Linked DNA regions of Sus scrofa: region 1 is linked to region 2. A link is a contact called in public Hi-C data. All regions are on one chromosome and are shown on one strand. The core of a region is the stretch at or near the end of the contact, and the rest is flanking DNA. Distances in the headings are between cores, read along the strand shown.

Region 1 (3,446 bases), core at 185-2,684, 52 kb before region 2:
AGCCAGCCTCCCCTGGCCCAGCTGGGAGCTATAAACACAACCCACCCACCCACCAGACTCCTGGGACAAGTGCCTAGCATTGGGATAGGTGCGCCCCCCCCCCCCAAGTTCTGGAAAGTTTCCTGTACATTTATTTTCATCAAAATAAAAATACAGCCAAAGCAAGGATTTAAAAAGCCAGTGGCACACACCCTCCCCCCACTCTCCCCCTTCTAGTGGTTGGAACGTCCTGAGCCACAGAAAACCAGAAGCCAGCCTTGGAGAAGCCTGAAAACCAGGCAGTGTTCTGGGCCGACTGTGACCCCCAACGCGTGAAAGGAGCTTAGGAGAGGGGTAGGTCTCCCCACCTGAATTCTGGGTGAAAGGAGAGGGGCAGGCTACCCTCTCTTCTTGGTCCCTTCCAGCCAGCAAAGACACCAGACCTTTGTTCGTCCTTCAGCCTCACCCCGTTCCAAATTTCTTCTGTGTCAGGGGGCATGACTCAGGCACAGCTGGGGTCTGGCAAGATCTGAGGTCCGGCTCCTCCCCTCACCCCCCAAAACAGACAAGAACCCCTACCAGTCAGCCCAGAGCTTGCTTTGAGGCCAGAGCTGAGACGCTGCCTGCCCTCCCCTCCCCTTTCCACAAGAATCTGGACACCGTGGCGGGACAAGTGGACACAGAGATCTGGTCAGCTGGGGCAGGGCTGCCCACAGGACCTGGGGTCAGGAAACCCAAGCTGTCCAAGGGCTGGTCCTTTGTAGCCAGGACCCAGCCCCCTCACCCACCCTCACAGTCCTGGGGCCACTGCCCAGGTGTGGCTTCTGCCAAGTACACCTTGGCGCCACCCTGGCCGCCATCCTGAGAGAGCCCCCCACCTCCCCCGGGGAGGGGGGCGGTTCCTGACCGCCGAGGGGTGGGGATGAAGAGATGGGGACATTCTAGGGAGATTAAGGACAGGGAAAGATGGTGCGGCTGTGGCCTTCTGGTGTGTTTGCCCAGCCCTGTGGGTCACTCCCCTCACCACCAGGTCCCACTCTTCTGATTACCTTCACCCGTGGCAAAGGGGCATGGGGGTGCCGGGGACGGAAACGCGAGCCCAGGGAGAAGGGGAGGGCGGGGGGCGGGGGAGGTGGGGGAGCGCCTGGGAGAGAGGAGCCATCGGACCTCCAACCTCTCCAGCCTCCTGAGGGTTGGCTGCGGGTGCAGCCGGAAGGGGGAGCCCGACGCCAGAGCAGCTCTCACGCTCCGCCGGCGCCGCACAAGAGCCCCATTAAAGCGCCGCCGGCCGGCGACCGCGGCGAGACTCGCGTCCGGCCGTCCGGCCCCACTTCCTCCCTCGCTGGGTCCAGGGCACGCGGCCGAGCGTGTATGGGGGGGGAGGCGTGGAGGCTCAGACTTGAGCAAACAAATAAGTTCAGGGACCGCCTCCCTCTCTGCGGTGTAAACTCGGGGGCCCTGGACACACCCATTACTGCCCCCACCAGGAAAGCAGGGGGAAAGGAGGTCAGGGCTGGGAGGGAGCAAGATCCGAGGGCAGGGAGATAGGGGGGGCCGGGCTGGGGACTGAGGTTCGGGGACCTGGGTCCAGCCGCGCACGGTCCCCAGGGTGAGAGGGCCCCTCCCCGTCGAGGGCAGGGGCGCAGCTCCGGGCGGGAGGGAGTTAACCCGGTGCCCTCGCGGCTCCACGTAGGAGCTGGCTCCGGCTGCCGGCTGCGGTCAGGGCCACCGTATAAATAGGGCGGGAGACCGAGCGCCGAGGACTTGCAGCCGCCCCCAGCCCCGGCCCCTGGCGTCCCAGCCATGGCCCGCCAGATGCTCTTGCTCAGCCTCGGCCTCCTGGCCGGCCTGCTGCCGGCGCTGGCCGCCTGCCCCCAGAACTGCCACTGCCACGGCGACCTGCAGCACGTCATCTGCGACAAGGTGGGGCTGCAGAAGATCCCCAAAGTGTCAGAGAAGACCAAGCTGCTCAACCTACAGCGCAACAACTTCCCAGTGCTGGCTGCTAACTCGTTTCGGGCCATGCCGAACCTCGTCTCGCTGCACCTGCAGCACTGCCAGATCCGCGAGGTGGCCTCTGGCGCCTTCCGCGGCCTCAAGCAGCTCATCTACCTGTACCTATCCCACAACGACATCCGCGTGCTGCGCGCTGGCGCCTTCGACGACCTGACCGAGCTCACCTACCTCTACCTGGACCACAACAAGGTGACCGAGCTGCCCCGAGGGCTACTCTCCCCGCTGGTCAACCTTTTCATCCTGCAGCTCAACAACAACAAGATCCGCGAGCTGCGCGCAGGCGCCTTCCAGGGCGCCAAGGACCTGCGCTGGCTCTACCTGTCGGAAAACTCACTCAGTTCCCTGCAGCCCGGCTCTCTGGACGACGTGGAAAACCTCGCCAAGTTCTACCTGGATAGGAACCAGCTATCCAGCTACCCCTCGGCTGCTCTGAGCAAGCTGCGGGTGGTGGAGGAGCTGAAGCTGTCCCACAACCCCCTGAAAAGCATCCCAGACCATGCCTTCCAGTCTTTCGGCAGATACCTGGAGACCCTCTGGCTGGACAACACCAACCTGGAGAAGGTGAGCTCCTGGCTGCAGAGCTCTGCCCTGGCTCCTTCTTCACTGCCAGGAGGCCCGGGGATCCAGGGCCACAGCTGGGCACCATCCCCTCTTCCCTAAAATTGCCTCTTCCTGTGGCTAACTCCAAGGTGAGGAGCTCTGCCACCTCTGTCCCTCATCTTGTCCCGTGCCTGCCCCAAATCCTGCCCTGCTGCCCCTAGTCCCTAGTCTCTGGCACGGCCCTCCTAGGATTCCTACTTAAAAACAGAGCCGGGGCTGCCCTGGCCCCACCAGTAGGCCCCAAGGAGGGATGTCCAGGGCTCCCAAACTCCTTGCACAGCAGCCACCTCTTCCTTTTGGGCCTTCCACCCGTCCTTGCTGTGTCCCCCACCTCCACCCCGCCCCCAGTCTCCAGTAAACCTCCCACCCCATAAAGGAAGGTTTGTTTATTGAGGAGCCTTCCAGAGGAGCTGGGCACCTCAGGCCCACAAAGAGACCCTGTTCCTGGTGGGGAGAGTGCATGTGTGCTAAGGTGGGGTGGGGGGCTGGGGAGTGAGGGGGGAGCACATAGCTGAGGAAGGCCCCCTCCGTGCCTCCCAGAGATGCCCCCCACCCCCCAGTCCACACACACACACACACACATGCCACTGCATTCCCAGGTCCATCTCAGCCGAGTGGGGACCAGGGGCAGGCCCCAGGTTGCAGGCATGGCACCCAGGGGCTCTGTGAAGGGGCAAAAGCAAGAGCCACTCATCGTTGCCAACCTTTGGCACCAGGACCCCAGGTGCCTCCCCTTAGGGAAGGTGGGCTAGGCCTCACTGTGCCCCAGGACACTCACGGCCCTTTGCCCACCCTGGTCACCAGACCCATCACTTGGCTGCATCCTTCCTTGCTCAGTCCTTCCTCCCCTG
Region 2 (3,135 bases), core at 411-2,910:
TGCAACCTGCACCACAGCTCACAGCAACGCTGGATCGTTAACCCACTGAGCAAGGGCAGGGATTGAACCCGCAACCTCGTGGTTCCTAGTCGGATAAGTTAACCACTGAGCCACAGTGGGAACTCTCAACAGACTTTTGAATGAGCAGCTACCCTGGATCAGACACTGGGAATGCAAAGGCGAAACCCCTGCCATCACAACCCATTAGGAGGAAAGTCGCACAAAGGTAAGTATAACGGTGGATTAGGAGTGAAAGCTAGTATTGACTGGGTACTTACTAAGTGCCAGACACTGATGTAAGTTCTTCATGTATTTTACTAATTCAGTCCTCCTCAAACTCTATCAGCCGGGTACCATTATAATGCTTGTTTGTAGGTAATGTATGGTGACTGCTTAAGGATTCATAAACCCCAGGGAAGGTTTCCTGAAGGACTAGGAATTAGCTAGGTAGCAAAGGTAGGTCGGAAGGCAGGGCCATTCCAAGACCAGGGAAGGTGTGGATGCCACCTACTGGAAGTCTCTGAAGTATCCCTGGCTGGGGCCAGGGCTTGTCAGAAAGTTGCAGGAACACACAGGATTCAGTCTAGAAAAGAGAGTGGTCCATATCCTACAGACAGCTGGAGGTTTGAAGGGTTTTAAGCAAAGGAGAGACTTGGCTAGATTTTTAGAAATATCATGTGGGCAGCTGGGTGGAGGTGGATGAGAGGTAGAGACACTGTGAGTAGTAATCCAGGCGTAAGTTGCTGGTCCCAGGGCTTGGGGAGGTAAGGAGGAGGTGAGAGAGAGAGGCAAAGTTTTCCGGACGATGATGATGATTTGGGGATTGTTAGTTAAATAGGGGACAGAGCAATTTTGAAGGACATCTAGTTTCTGCTCCTAATCCAGAAGAATGGGGAAAATCTGGTGAGGTAAGTTTTGGATGTGAGCTCCTCCAGCCCCCAGCCTTTTTTTTTTTTTTTTGTCTTTTTGCTATTTCTTGGGCCGTTCCCGCGGCATATGGAGGTTCCCAGGCCAGGGGTCCAATCGGAGCTGTAGCTGCCGGCCTAGCCTAGGCCAGAGCCACAGCAATGCAGGATCCGAGCCGCGCCTGCAACCTACACCACAGCTCACCGCAACGCCGGATCGTTAACCCACTGAGCAAGGGCAGGAACCGAACCCGCAATCTCATGGTTCCTGGTCGGAACCACTGCGCCACGACGGGAACTCCAGCCCCCAGCCTTTTTGCCTTCTGGCGTTGCCTGAGGCTACTGCCAGCCGGCGCCCTTCCCGCCACCCGGATACCCAGCTGCTCAGGGGGCGGGCAACAGAAAGAGCCTGAACCAGGAGTTCCCATTCTGGCGCAGAGAAAACCAATCCGACTAGTATTCCTGAAGACACGGGTTCCAACCCGCTCAGCGGGTTGGGGATCTCGCGTTGCAGTGAGTTGTGGTGTAGGTCGCAGACACGGCTGGGATCCCGCGTTACTGTGGCTGTGGCATGGAGAACTTTCATATGCCGCGGATGCCCTAAAAAAAAAGAGCCTGAACCGGCGCCCTCGGCCGTGCCCGGGACAGCAGTGCGCCATCCTGTGCGCCAGAGGGCGCTCCCGAACATGCTCTGGCCGCTCTGGCCCAGCCTGTCTCAGTGGCCGCGGAAGGTGACGTGGACACGGAAGTGGTCGTCGTCGCGGCGGCACCGGTGGGAACGGGGTGCGGGGCTCAGAGTGCGGCCGGCGGGCGGACGGTCGGCGGTGATCTCGCACCTGCGGCGGCGGGGGACGTAGGCTTTGTCGGTTGAGTGCGCGTCCCCTCAGTCCACGAGCGGCTTCTCAGCCTTTCTCCTGCCCGTCGGAGCCCCGGGGCCGGGACCCGTTCAGCCGGCGTCACCATGACCAAGGCCGGTAGCAAGGGCGGGAACCTCCGCGACAAGCTTGACGGCAACGAGCTGGACCTGAGCCTCAGCGACCTGAATGAGGTCCCTGTCAAGGAGCTGGTCAGTACGGTCCCTCGAGGCCCAAGGCGCCGGTCCTCGACTGGCGCTGGCCCCTGGTGGGGGGGGGTCTCCTTCCTTCCCAAGCTTCAGTTTCCATGGCTTAAAACGAGGTGGGGGAAGTGGGACTAAGTCCTCGGGGAGGCCGCGTCCAGCCCCAGCGTTCTTCCTGGGATGTACACGTGTCACTTTGGCGCAGGTCCAGAAGATGGGAGGTTAGCTGCTGGTGTAGCCATGGGCTTTTTACGGGTCAGGAGTGAATCTTCGTGCATTTCAAGAGCTTTCAGGGAACTTCGCTCCGTGCCCGACCCAGAGTAGGCGCCCACGGAGAGATTGCTTGATGTTTTGGGAGAATGAATGAACAAATGAATGAGTGACTCGTCAGAGTAGGCCTCCGGGTAGACCTGGGTGTGGCTCAGAACCAGGCCTTTCTAGGAAGCGACCAATCCCAGCTGGCTGTCCCAGCCTTGAGGCGTCCTTCCTTGAGAGTGAAATGTCACTGCTTGGTTGGCAAGGTCTCTTCCCAACTCTGAAACTGGCGGGAATCTGCACCAGGGTGGCCCCCCCCCCCCCACTCCCACAACCAGGAAAACAGGCTGAGGCCCAAGGGACATTACCTGACTAGTTTGTTGCCAAAGTGAAGTTAATGTACATCCTTGCTTTGCCCACCTAGTTCCCCACCCTTATCCCCCACAGTAGCGTCGCTTTGGATGACCTGCACTTTCGTCACTGTCTCTAACTGATCATATTTGCTTTTGGCACTTGGCCCAGTCTTCCCTCCACCTTGGCTGTGTAGTATCCAGGTTAGAATGGGATTCCCAGTTCGTAGATCAGCTGTATTGCTTAATGGCTTAGTACCCTTGGCAGGCTAGTTAACCTTTGAGCCTAGATTATCCTCCTTTATAACACGGTGATAGTTGTTGCTATCTCATAGGGCTGTTGGGAGGACTAAATACAATTGTAATGTAAACTACTTGGCAGGTAGCAAATGCTCATACATGTAGGTATTACCAAGGTGTGCTTCCCATTGTAATAGCTCAAACTTTTTTAGGTCGTCAGATGTCATTCTTGGGACTTTCTGACATTTGGAAAGTGCAGAGTTGACCCAATATCCTTAACCGAATATTTGCCTTCTTCCTGGCCCCAGGAAGATGGCCAGCCATGTGT

Evidence for each region. Hi-C and Micro-C count contacts between places; a contact is called where the count stands out from the background.
Region 1: a Hi-C map of embryonic fibroblasts shows a contact between it and region 2, with 1.8 times the contacts expected there. The contact joins the promoter of CHAD here to the promoter of LRRC59 in region 2. A contact is called at or near these places in 1 of 5 promoter capture datasets (liver), 1 of 47 Hi-C or Micro-C datasets (embryonic fibroblasts) and 2 of 2 datasets of contacts at active chromatin or transcription factors (alveolar macrophages and skeletal muscle).

What each region holds. Positions count from the first base shown.
Region 1 is chr12:26,744,352-26,747,797 of Sscrofa11.1, reverse strand. It overlaps CHAD (chondroadherin), which reads left to right and starts at 1,434. Exons shown (of 4, transcript XM_005668885.3): 1 at 1,434-2,556. The coding sequence starts at 1,783. All of the region lies in intron 10 of ACSF2 (acyl-CoA synthetase family member 2, mitochondrial), which reads right to left.
Region 2 is chr12:26,692,792-26,695,926 of Sscrofa11.1, reverse strand. It overlaps LRRC59 (leucine rich repeat containing 59), which reads left to right and starts at 1,660. Exons shown (of 7, transcript NM_001244951.1): 1 at 1,660-1,971. The coding sequence starts at 1,867.